2 separate regions of the Mus musculus genome follow, and region 1 is linked to region 2. Evidence: chromatin contacts called from public HiChIP or PLAC-seq data. All regions are on one chromosome and are shown on one strand. Each heading gives the region's core, a stretch centred on a gene start, on an enhancer-like site or on the middle of the called end of the contact. The rest is flanking DNA. Distances are from core to core; before and after follow the strand shown. Region 1 overlaps Uroc1 (urocanase domain containing 1). Region 2 has its middle 11 kb from the start of Vmn1r43.

Region 1 (4,516 bases), core at 270-2,769, 480 kb before region 2:
GAAGCTATACTGCAGGGTGAGACCAGAGACAAGGATAACCAAAGGAAAGTGTGGAAAAACAGTTGGGAAGGGATGGTGAAAGGGGATCCCTGGGGTCTAGAGAGATGGCTCAGCAGTCAAGAGCACTGGCTGCTCTTCCAGAGGACCTAGGTTCAGTTCCCAGCATCCACATGGTGGTTCACAACAGTATCTCCAGTTCCAAGGGATCTGATGCCTTCTTCTGACCCTTGAGGATATGAAACACGCACGGTACACACACACACACACACACACACACACACACACACACACACACACATTCAAATAAAAAATAAACCTTTTAAAAAAGAGGGAGCCTTAGAAGGACTTGGAATGGAGTCCTTACTGGGGAAGGGCGAGAACTGCAGTACAGACTTCCAACTTGGATAAGCAGAGCCTTGTAGGAGAGGGGGTATTGAGGAGCTGAAGAGTTCAGGGGGACTTACACCATTGGAGACATCCCAGCTGAGCATCATCCTGGCTTTCTGCTCAGCCTCTGCAGTTCCATCTAGAACAAGGCCAAATCCCCCATTGATGACTTCACCCCTGCAAGAGACAGAACAGTTCTCAGCTAACTGTGTCAACTTGCCCGGAGCAGGAATGCTTGCAAGACTTCAGGCACCAGCATTGGGGAAGCCTTGTCATATTGACCTCTACCTCATAAAGCCATGTGACCAGCAGAACAGAGCAGCTACATCCTGGCTTCTCAAATAATTATGCTTCTGAGTCGGTCTTTCCCACTTCATGTATCTCCCAAGAAGCCCCCTCCCCCCACACCTCCACCCTCCCCCATCACCTTGTGCTTGATGCCTGTTTGTCCATCAGAATGGGAAACGATCTTTCTCATTGTACTCAGGCTGTGTACATGCTGGCCAAGTGCTCTGGTGCTGAGTTACATACACCCTGGTCTCCAATAGTGTTCAAAGAAGGGAGGGAGGTTGTTTCACAGGGCCCACAGAAGCGGTGATAAGGAATAGATGGGCACACAGGAAGGCTGGCTGAAAGCTGCCGTGCCCCACGTGGGCTGCTAGTTGCCCAGATGACTGACTGCCCAGAGGCTACCTGAGCTTGCCTGGTCTGTGAAATGATATGAAGTCTACCCACATGCCATCCTTTCCTATAGAAATAGCCCAGAAAAGACTTTGCTAAGGTACAGTTGCTCCCACTCAGTGACTTGACTGAATGGCCATGTCCTGCGGACATAGTCTAGAGCACATGAAACTGCAGTCAACTGGTGCCAAGGGGACACACAGCACACAAGCTGTCACCAACCAGACACTCCAAAAGAGGGAGTACGAAGAGGCCAAGGCCATGGAGTGAGCTAAACTTGACACACAGCTGTGGGTGGTGACCTTGCACAGGGAAGAGCCTCTCAACAGCACACTAGGAGACAGTCCAGGAAGTGGAGAAGCAAGTCAAGAAGCCTGAGGGCAAAGAGCTTAGACTCTTAGATTCCTGCCAAACAAGGAAGAAAATAAAGCCACAGAACTGGGTGTGGTCTGTTCTTGGAGAAGCAACATTAGTGAGCCAGGTCCCTTGGCCCCTTTGGCGGTGCTGGGTCCCATATCCTCCCTGCCGAATTCCCAGACCATCTGCTGTTTGTCTTGTGAGGCTTGGGACAAGTTTCAGTCTCTTTAACAGTCACACTCATCCCCTCTCCCGCACATAATAACCAGGGAGCTCTTCTCTGTGCTGTTTTTTCTCCAGCTAGGACATGCGCTATGGTCACATTTTCCATTAATTAAAGCCACCTGACTGAGTTGCAGCTAAGAATTTTAGTCTTGGTGGGCACGAGGCCAAGCCAGACGTCTGAATGTACTGGGAAGCTGGTTAATGAAAGGACTTGGCTCTTCAGGACAGAGAGGCTTGCCTGGATCCAGCCCATACTCACCCCTATGCCCTTCCCCCTCCTCTGTGTGTGTGTGTGTGTGTGTGTGTGTGTGTGTGTGTGTGTGTGTGTGTGTGTGTGTCTTTCTCACAGGCCATAGTGCCCCTGACTGCTGAGAGCAGCCAGGGCTCCAGCTTTGAGCAGCTCTGGGAATCCCAGACATGACACTTTCTTAGCAGAGGCAAACCCTCTGAGCCTCAGTTTCTTCATCTGTAAAGCCTATGTTTTTTCTTCGATTCTGGGAGAGGGAATACTGAAAGAGATCGGTGAATACTGCTGAATAGACCTTGTCTGAGGAATCTGAGTTAATATTTCCAGCAGCAGAGGAATGGCCAATGCCAATCAGAATGAGTCCCCTAGAGTTTGGATGTTAGATGCTTGCTTGTGGGAGGTGGTGGAACTTTTAAGGGGGGGAGTCTCATGGGAGGTCTTCAAGTCATTGAGAAGTGCCTTTGTATGAGATCTTGGCCTCTTCTTTTCCCTGTCATGAATGAATGGTTCTGCCTGCATTCCTAGAGGCTCTTGTCATACTGTGCTGCCTATATGCAGTGTGGTCAACTGACCATGAACTGTAACCTGTGAAGCTGTGATCCAGAGAGGCCTTTCCTCGTGACAAGCTGGGGATTTCTACTGTCACAGGAACAGAAAGATGACCAACTCAGAGACCATCATAGAGACCCCAATGACCCTGCCCTGGCGCTGGCTGGAAAGTGACCTGTGTGAATAGCTATAAGAGTGGAAGAGTGGGAAGCCTAGAATCTGTTGTCCTGGCAACCATGCACTCCCACTCTTTAAACAGAGATAGTTATAGTGGGAATGGGAATACGGAAATGAATGTGGCTGTTACTCATGCTGACTTTTGTGTCCTATATGATAGGTACAGGCCAAACTCTGGAGTTGCTTTATGCAAGTCTCCCTTTCTGTCCCTCCATCTTCTGTACCCCAACATACCGACCCCTGGTTCTCAGCTCACATGAGGAATGTATTCACACAAAGCCCTCAATAGAACAAGTGGTCAGAGACCTAAGTCCGAGAACTGCAGGCCCCCAGACCTGCCCCTGCCCCAAGAGGACCGCATGTTCTCCATATCAGCCCACAGCCTGCTTTCTGATGTCTTCTTACCAGCCTACACCCCCTCCATTGTGAAGTGCAACCCAGGTGGCACCACGACAGGCATCTCCCACGAAGTTCTGCACGGCCATGTCTACAGAAAAAGGGAAGCGTGTGCCATCATTCCTTGCACTAGGTCGTGCTGAGGGCCAGGCTTATGCTAATTCTTGGGACTGAAGAACAATGTGTCAGGGAAGTGGGGGAACAGAGACAGGGGAGTCTAGAAACAGAGGAAGCAGGAGAAATGGACAAAGTCCAGCTGTACCTATTATCCTTCACTACAGCTACACTCTCTAGCACTGAATTCTCATCCATGCCTAGGGCAGGGATTACAAAGAAATGACACTTTCTGATTCCATCAGAGAAGTGAGATCCCTACGTTGGCAGCGGGACTTGAGAGGTGACCCCCTCAGCTAATGAATGTGCTGTCCCTTTAAATGCTTGTAGCTCTCCTCCAAGTAGTTTTGCTTCAGATAAAGCTTTCCAGAGAGATCCAGAAGTCACTCTGACTCAAGTTTTTAGATGACTTAGATAAATTTGCTTATTATCACACTCAGCTCTCTACCCAGGAGGCATTCCTGCCCAACATTTTTTTGTTTTGACTGAGCAATGCTGAGGATGCGTGAACTCCAACTGAGCATGCTTACAGCTGAGAAGTGTCTTCCTATACGAACATTCACATGCCTCTGGCTTTCTTTACTAGGGACAGTGCTTTGGCAGTGCGCCTGCTACAAGTAACTAGCCACTCACTATTTCAGTCCTAGTTTTGGTTTTCCTCAGCTGCTTTGCTGCAGCAGAAGCGAGCCCATCATTAATGAACAGCCACATAGCCAGGAAGTTATGGAGCCAGGCCCCGTGGTGAAGCAGATCCCCTTCCAGTTGCCTTCTAAGCATCTAATGTGTTGAAGGACAGACGAGAGTAGGCCTGTGAAAGTTGCCATTTTGCCATTCTGGAGACACAGGCATAACACTGCAGCTTCCTCCTGTAACTCTTTAATCCCTCCTCTCACCCCAAATTCTCACAGAGATCATAGAACCTAGGATCTCCCACTCCTGGTGCTGGGTAAGGAAGAAGAGGAGGAGGGAGAAGAAGAAAAAGAAGAAGAGGGAAAAGAAGAGGAGGAGGAGGAGGAGGAGGAGGAAAGTCTGTAGCCCAGAACCTGGAAGACAGGAAATCTCCTTCCTCCCTCTGAGATGAGGCCTCTCTATGTTACCCAGGATGCTACTAATTCTTAAGCTTAAACCATACTGCCTGATCCCAGTCAGCTGCTAGAACTGCTATGGGTGTGCACCAGTCAGCTGCCAGAACTGCTGGGACTATGGGTGTGCACCTCCTCAGCTGGCTAACGTTAAGTGACAAAAATCCTTTGGTCCTCCTCACCTGCGCAGAAGGCAGAACCGTCATAAATATTCGAAGTCTCCCTGAAGGGGCTGTCAGTGCCACTCACATCATGGTGGTCACGGCTCAGGACCACTGGTGCCTGCAGGGGGCAGGGGAGG
Region 2 (4,963 bases), core at 1,843-4,342:
CCATATCTCCTAATAGTGCCATACCTTGGGCCAAGGATATTTAAATCACCACAGCTTCAAATCTCTGAATTAGACAAACCAAAGAAGTCAAGTCCAAAAATAATTCTACACAAACACAGAGCTGAATACACTTCATTAAGATGTGGATTTAAGGTTTCCATGACAACAGGAGATCTGTAGGAAAACATAAGCCAGGAAATTCCCTGTGTGACTTTAGAGCTAACACAGAGAATCATTGACTTTAGAAAGACGAATTCAAAGCAAAACTCTATGGAACTGTGCAAAACTGATGAATTTTAGGAGTTGCAGAAAATGAATATCCTTAGAAGAAAACACATTCATTACCCATGCAGAACACAGTCCCCTGTACTGAAAGGATGTCATAGCTCAGCTTCTCCAGTGCAGATGCTGAAAACTTCCCTATAGCTCAGGAACAATTTCTCTCTCAGCCTACCTGGGACCAAACCACTTGTGATTCTGCACTTGAGTGCAGGACACTTACCCAGATAGACATGGACTCTTCATGAGGAGATCTTACACAGGCTTGGATTAAGGGAGTTTTTAATGCATGTCAGCTCAGCAAGTTGTAATTTTAGTTTCTGTAGAATGTGACAAGTTCTCACTGGAGAGCAGGGAGACATGGCATCCCAGTGGAGCATCTTCCTTTCCTTTGATCTTAATCCCTGTGACCTGAATTACAGCCACCTGGGGAGGACTGGGCACAAACTTTGTCTGAGTTAACTTGTAATACATGTAGGAAGGATCAGAAAATCCGCACAAACTAAACTCTAGCTTTGCTCATTTTGAAGCTCAGGTATAATGAATCCCAAACCATTCCATACTTTGTGATGTGTCTGCTCTTGGGTGAGAGACTCCTGGGCCTTCCATGACTTCCCATCAGCTCTGAGGCTTTCGCCCTGCAGTCTTAACAGGCAGCCTTCTGCTGGGTCAGTCCCCATGTGGAATATCTGGATTCCGTGTAGTATTGGTTCTATGAGCCTTAATTTCCATATGTTCAGCTTCAGGATTCAAGCTCTGAGTGAAACTTACAAGTAAATTTAAAAGGAAATTATAGGAAACTGAAGAGGGAGAGAGGCACAGCTGGAGGCCTTTGGTGAGGAATTCAGGGGCCCATGAAAGCATCTTAGTGCAGGCTTAATCTAAAACCCTAATATCACCCCCTGTTCACTCTCTATTCTATGCATGGGTTCAATATGTGAGTTCTCATTAAGAAGAGACCTTAACAGAATGAAATCAATCTGCAGGCTGAAACTAGATTTTCAGTTGCAGCAGGACATTGAGATTTTCATGAAATGATGAAAACTTGGCATCAGAAGCTGGACAGGGATCATAACAAAATTATGATTTGACTGTTACTCCAAATTTCTATCAAGAGATGCTGTTATCAAAGATCAGTCTTCAAGGAGATTATAGGGGAAGTTATGTTGATACCCAGAACACAGACAAGTTGAAGGGGCTGAACTCAGAAAACTGATGCACTGCCAGTGAAATCCTGGTTAGGTCTCAATGTTGACATGTTTCACAGAGCAAGCTTGATGACTCTCCTTCATTCCTATAGTGTACCATTCTGTATACAATTCTGATGAGTTACAATGTACCATGATGCTTTCAACAGAGCCAATATGGGTCCTTGATCCTCAACTCTAGGTTATACATAAGCCTCATTCTTTTATAAACCACAGTCTCAGATATTTGTACTCAGAAGAAACTATGCATGTTCTAAATTTACATAGTGAATTCTCATCAAGGATAGTAGAAAAAGGCTTTACTGAGAACAAGGAGAAGAGACAGATAAGCTTGATGCTAACATCTACTTTGTTAATCTTTTTCTAATGAAACTACCCAATATTTATTAATATTAATTGCAGTCAGTCACAATTACCTCTGTTTGACATATATTTACTCATTCAACCCACATTAGTATTGAATCAAGCTCTATTATAAGAGAGATTTTGCTGACAACTAAACAGGAAGGAGCAGACTGAACAACTTGGCCAATTCAAACAAGTAGTAAGTGAGATGCTGAAATGTTATGCCTGTTATGTAGCATTTCCTCCACAGTTAAAAGGCTTCCATCTTGGAGGGAAACTTTCTGAGTCATAGAATGAAAGTGAAATACCAGGATATACTAAGACAGGATGCTGACAAGAAGGTGAGACAAGATGTTCTAGAGCAGTGGTCCTCACCCTCCTAACACTGCAGCCCTTTAATACAGTTCCTGATGTTGTACAGACCCAGACCCATAAAATTATTTTGTTGCTATTTTGCAGCTGTAATTTTCTTATTGTTATGAAACTTTTTAAATTCATTACATATTTTTGTCTACATTTTAATCATCTCAATTCCTTTTATGTATTGAGAATCTCTTCAAAGTATCACCTGGAAAGAATGAAGCCTATGGCCAATGTGATGAGGTAGGAAATAGGAGATGGGACATCCAGGATAGACACACACACACACACACACACACACACACACATATATATATATATATATATATATATATATATATATATACACAAAGAGAGAGAGAGAGATACCACAAACACACAAACACAAAGAGAAAGAGACAGAGACAGAGAGACAGAGATACATAGAGGCAGAGAGAGAAATTTGAGGACAGAAGCACAATGGATACAGACAAGCTGTCCAACTCAGCGGATTGACATTAGGGCACACTGTGTCTGGCACAGTGTCACAGGCTGCATCTGAGGTGTGTTAGAAACACTGAAAAAGGGAAAAAACTGTCATGGGTCTGAGAGGGCAGATAAGGTTAGTCTGAAGATTTGCTAAAATTGCATGTAAATATTAAAGAAAGGAGCAAGAAGACTAAGCATTAATTCTTACTCTGTAAGGATATTTCTTAGTCACCTTGCATGTAAGATTCAGAAAGAAGCACTATAAAACTAGTGAACTTGTTCCACATTTGAAAAAATAAGAGAGAGAGATGTGAGTTCTTGGTTTCATATTCCATCTGCCAAGCCTACTGCTTACTGACATGCATTCCCACCATGACAGTGCCATTAGTCAAATGAACTGAATATTTCCAAGAGGTTAAGGAAGATCTGACTCATGAATGATTCTGTAGGGAACTAGCCAAATCTAGAATGAATGTGTGTAATTGCCATTGGCACAGCACTGTCAATGACCAGTGGCCCAGAGCCATAGTAAGGTCAAATTCTTCCCAGGGTAAAGATCAGTGGAATGGCAAAGCCTTCCTCTGGTCCAAGTAGGAGTGTTGTCAATGTGCAGAAAATATTCACCATAGCCTCCCCTTGTCCAGATGTTTACACCCTGAAGACTGCCTCCTACAGAGACAGTTCCTCCTGAGAGAGGCTAAACTTGCCTCCCTGTTCAACTGTATGCAATAACCTGCTTCTTTGTTTATCTGTATTCAATAGCACCACTTCTTTTTTCAACTGAATATAATATACACACTCAGCTTATGGGGTACTTTGGCTTCTCCATCAGAGATCCCAAGCCAATCCCAGCTTTTCTGTATGTGTTTGTGTGCCTGTCCTTTTTTCATTTCCTCACTGCCCCTAGTCTGGTAGGACCCAAGCTCGGGAAGAAAATGGCTCAAGATGAAACTCAACATTAGCAGAAGATGAGGCTTTGCTACACAACCATATGGAGTCCCCATCCTGACACAGGCTAGGGTCATGTGGGAATCGAGAAGCTCAATCTTCCACCTGATTGTCTTGTGAGCAAGTCTGTGGGAGGTTTCATTGATTAATGATTGATTTGGTAGGGTCCGTTCACTGTGGATGGCACATCCTTGGACTAGTGGTATTTGAAAGCAACCTATCAGAAGCAAGACCATAAGCAAGCAATGTTCTTTTATGGCTTCTGCTTCAGTTCCTGACTCAAGGTTCCTGCTGTGTGTTTCTGTCCTCATTTCCCTCAGAAATGACCTGTGATGTGCAAAGTAAACATTGAAATAACCCTTTTTCTCTCCAAGTCGGTTTTGGTAATAGCTTTACCACAACAGAAAGAAATTAGGACACCTGAGAATACAGCTGACCAGACACAGCAGTGTAGAAGGACTCTTGTCTTTCTCTTCTTCTGTTTTTTCTTTTATTTATTCTTTAATCTATTTTTACTGCCCAGAATTTTCCCCCTCACAGTCCACCCTCCAACTGTTGCACACCCCATACCTTCTCCTCCCATCTCCAAGAGAAGGTCTCTACCCCACCCCTACCCCACCAGACCTCCCTGGGGACTCAAGTCCCCTAAGGTTGAGGCGCATCTTCACTAACTTTCAAGACCCAACAGTCCCTTGCTGTGTATGTGTTAGGGGCCTCGTATCAGCTGGCGTATGCTCCCTGGTTAGTGGCTCAATGTCTGAGAGATCTTGGGGGTCCAGGTTTGTTGACACTACTTGTCTTCCAAAAGGGTTAAACCCCTCCACAGCTTCTTCTAGATTTTCCCTCTAATTCAACCACAGGGATCACCTACTTTTGTACAATAGTTGGGTGTAAATATCTGCAAATGACACTTTCAGCTGCTTGGTGGACCTCTTAGAGAACATCCATTCTAGGCTTCTGTCTGCAAGAACACCAAAGCATCAGTAAAATCTCAGTGCCTCTGTTCTCCCCTTGAGCTGTATCTCAATTTGGGCCCGTCACTGGACCTCTTTTCTTCATGCTTTTCTCCATTTTTGTCTTGCAATTCCATCATACAGGAACAATTCTGGGTCAGTTTTTGACTGTGGGATGGCAACCCCATCCCCCCACTTGAAACCCTATCTTTCTACTGGAGGTGGACTCTACAAGTTCCCTTTCCACACTGTAGGTCATTTCTTCTAAGTTTTCCCCTTTGAGTCCTGAGAGTCTTTCACTTCCCAGGCCTCTGGTACATTCTAGAGGGTTCATCCTACCTCCTACCTCCTACCTCCTACCTCCTACCTCCTACCTCCTACCTCCTACCTCCTACCTCCTAC

What was found. HiChIP or PLAC-seq counts read pairs in DNA pulled down with a chosen protein or histone mark.
Region 1: a CTCF HiChIP or PLAC-seq map of the NIH/3T3 cell line shows a contact between it and region 2, with 5 read pairs. The contact joins two enhancer-like sites. A contact is called at or near these places in 2 of 15 datasets of contacts at CTCF or cohesin (both in the NIH/3T3 cell line) and 1 of 9 other capture datasets (pancreatic islet).

The regions. Positions count from the first base shown.
Region 1 is chr6:90,357,499-90,362,014 of GRCm38.p6, reverse strand. Uroc1 (urocanase domain containing 1) reads right to left here. Exons shown (of 20, transcript NM_144940.2): 17 at 4,398-4,497; 18 at 3,029-3,110; 19 at 465-564. Among named protein-coding and RNA genes, the nearest start is that of Zxdc, 9.7 kb to the left of the region's middle. Within about 2 kb of position 1,519, at least 164 of the 459 cell types and tissues checked have an H3K27ac peak or open chromatin away from gene starts, as enhancers often do. A contact at or near this core is called in the NIH/3T3 cell line, where this site is marked.
Region 2 is chr6:89,879,225-89,884,187 of GRCm38.p6, reverse strand. No RefSeq gene overlaps it. Among named protein-coding and RNA genes, the nearest start is that of Vmn1r43, 11 kb to the right of the region's middle. Within about 2 kb of position 3,092, at least 22 of the 459 cell types and tissues checked have an H3K27ac peak or open chromatin away from gene starts, as enhancers often do. A contact at or near this core is called in the NIH/3T3 cell line, where this site is marked.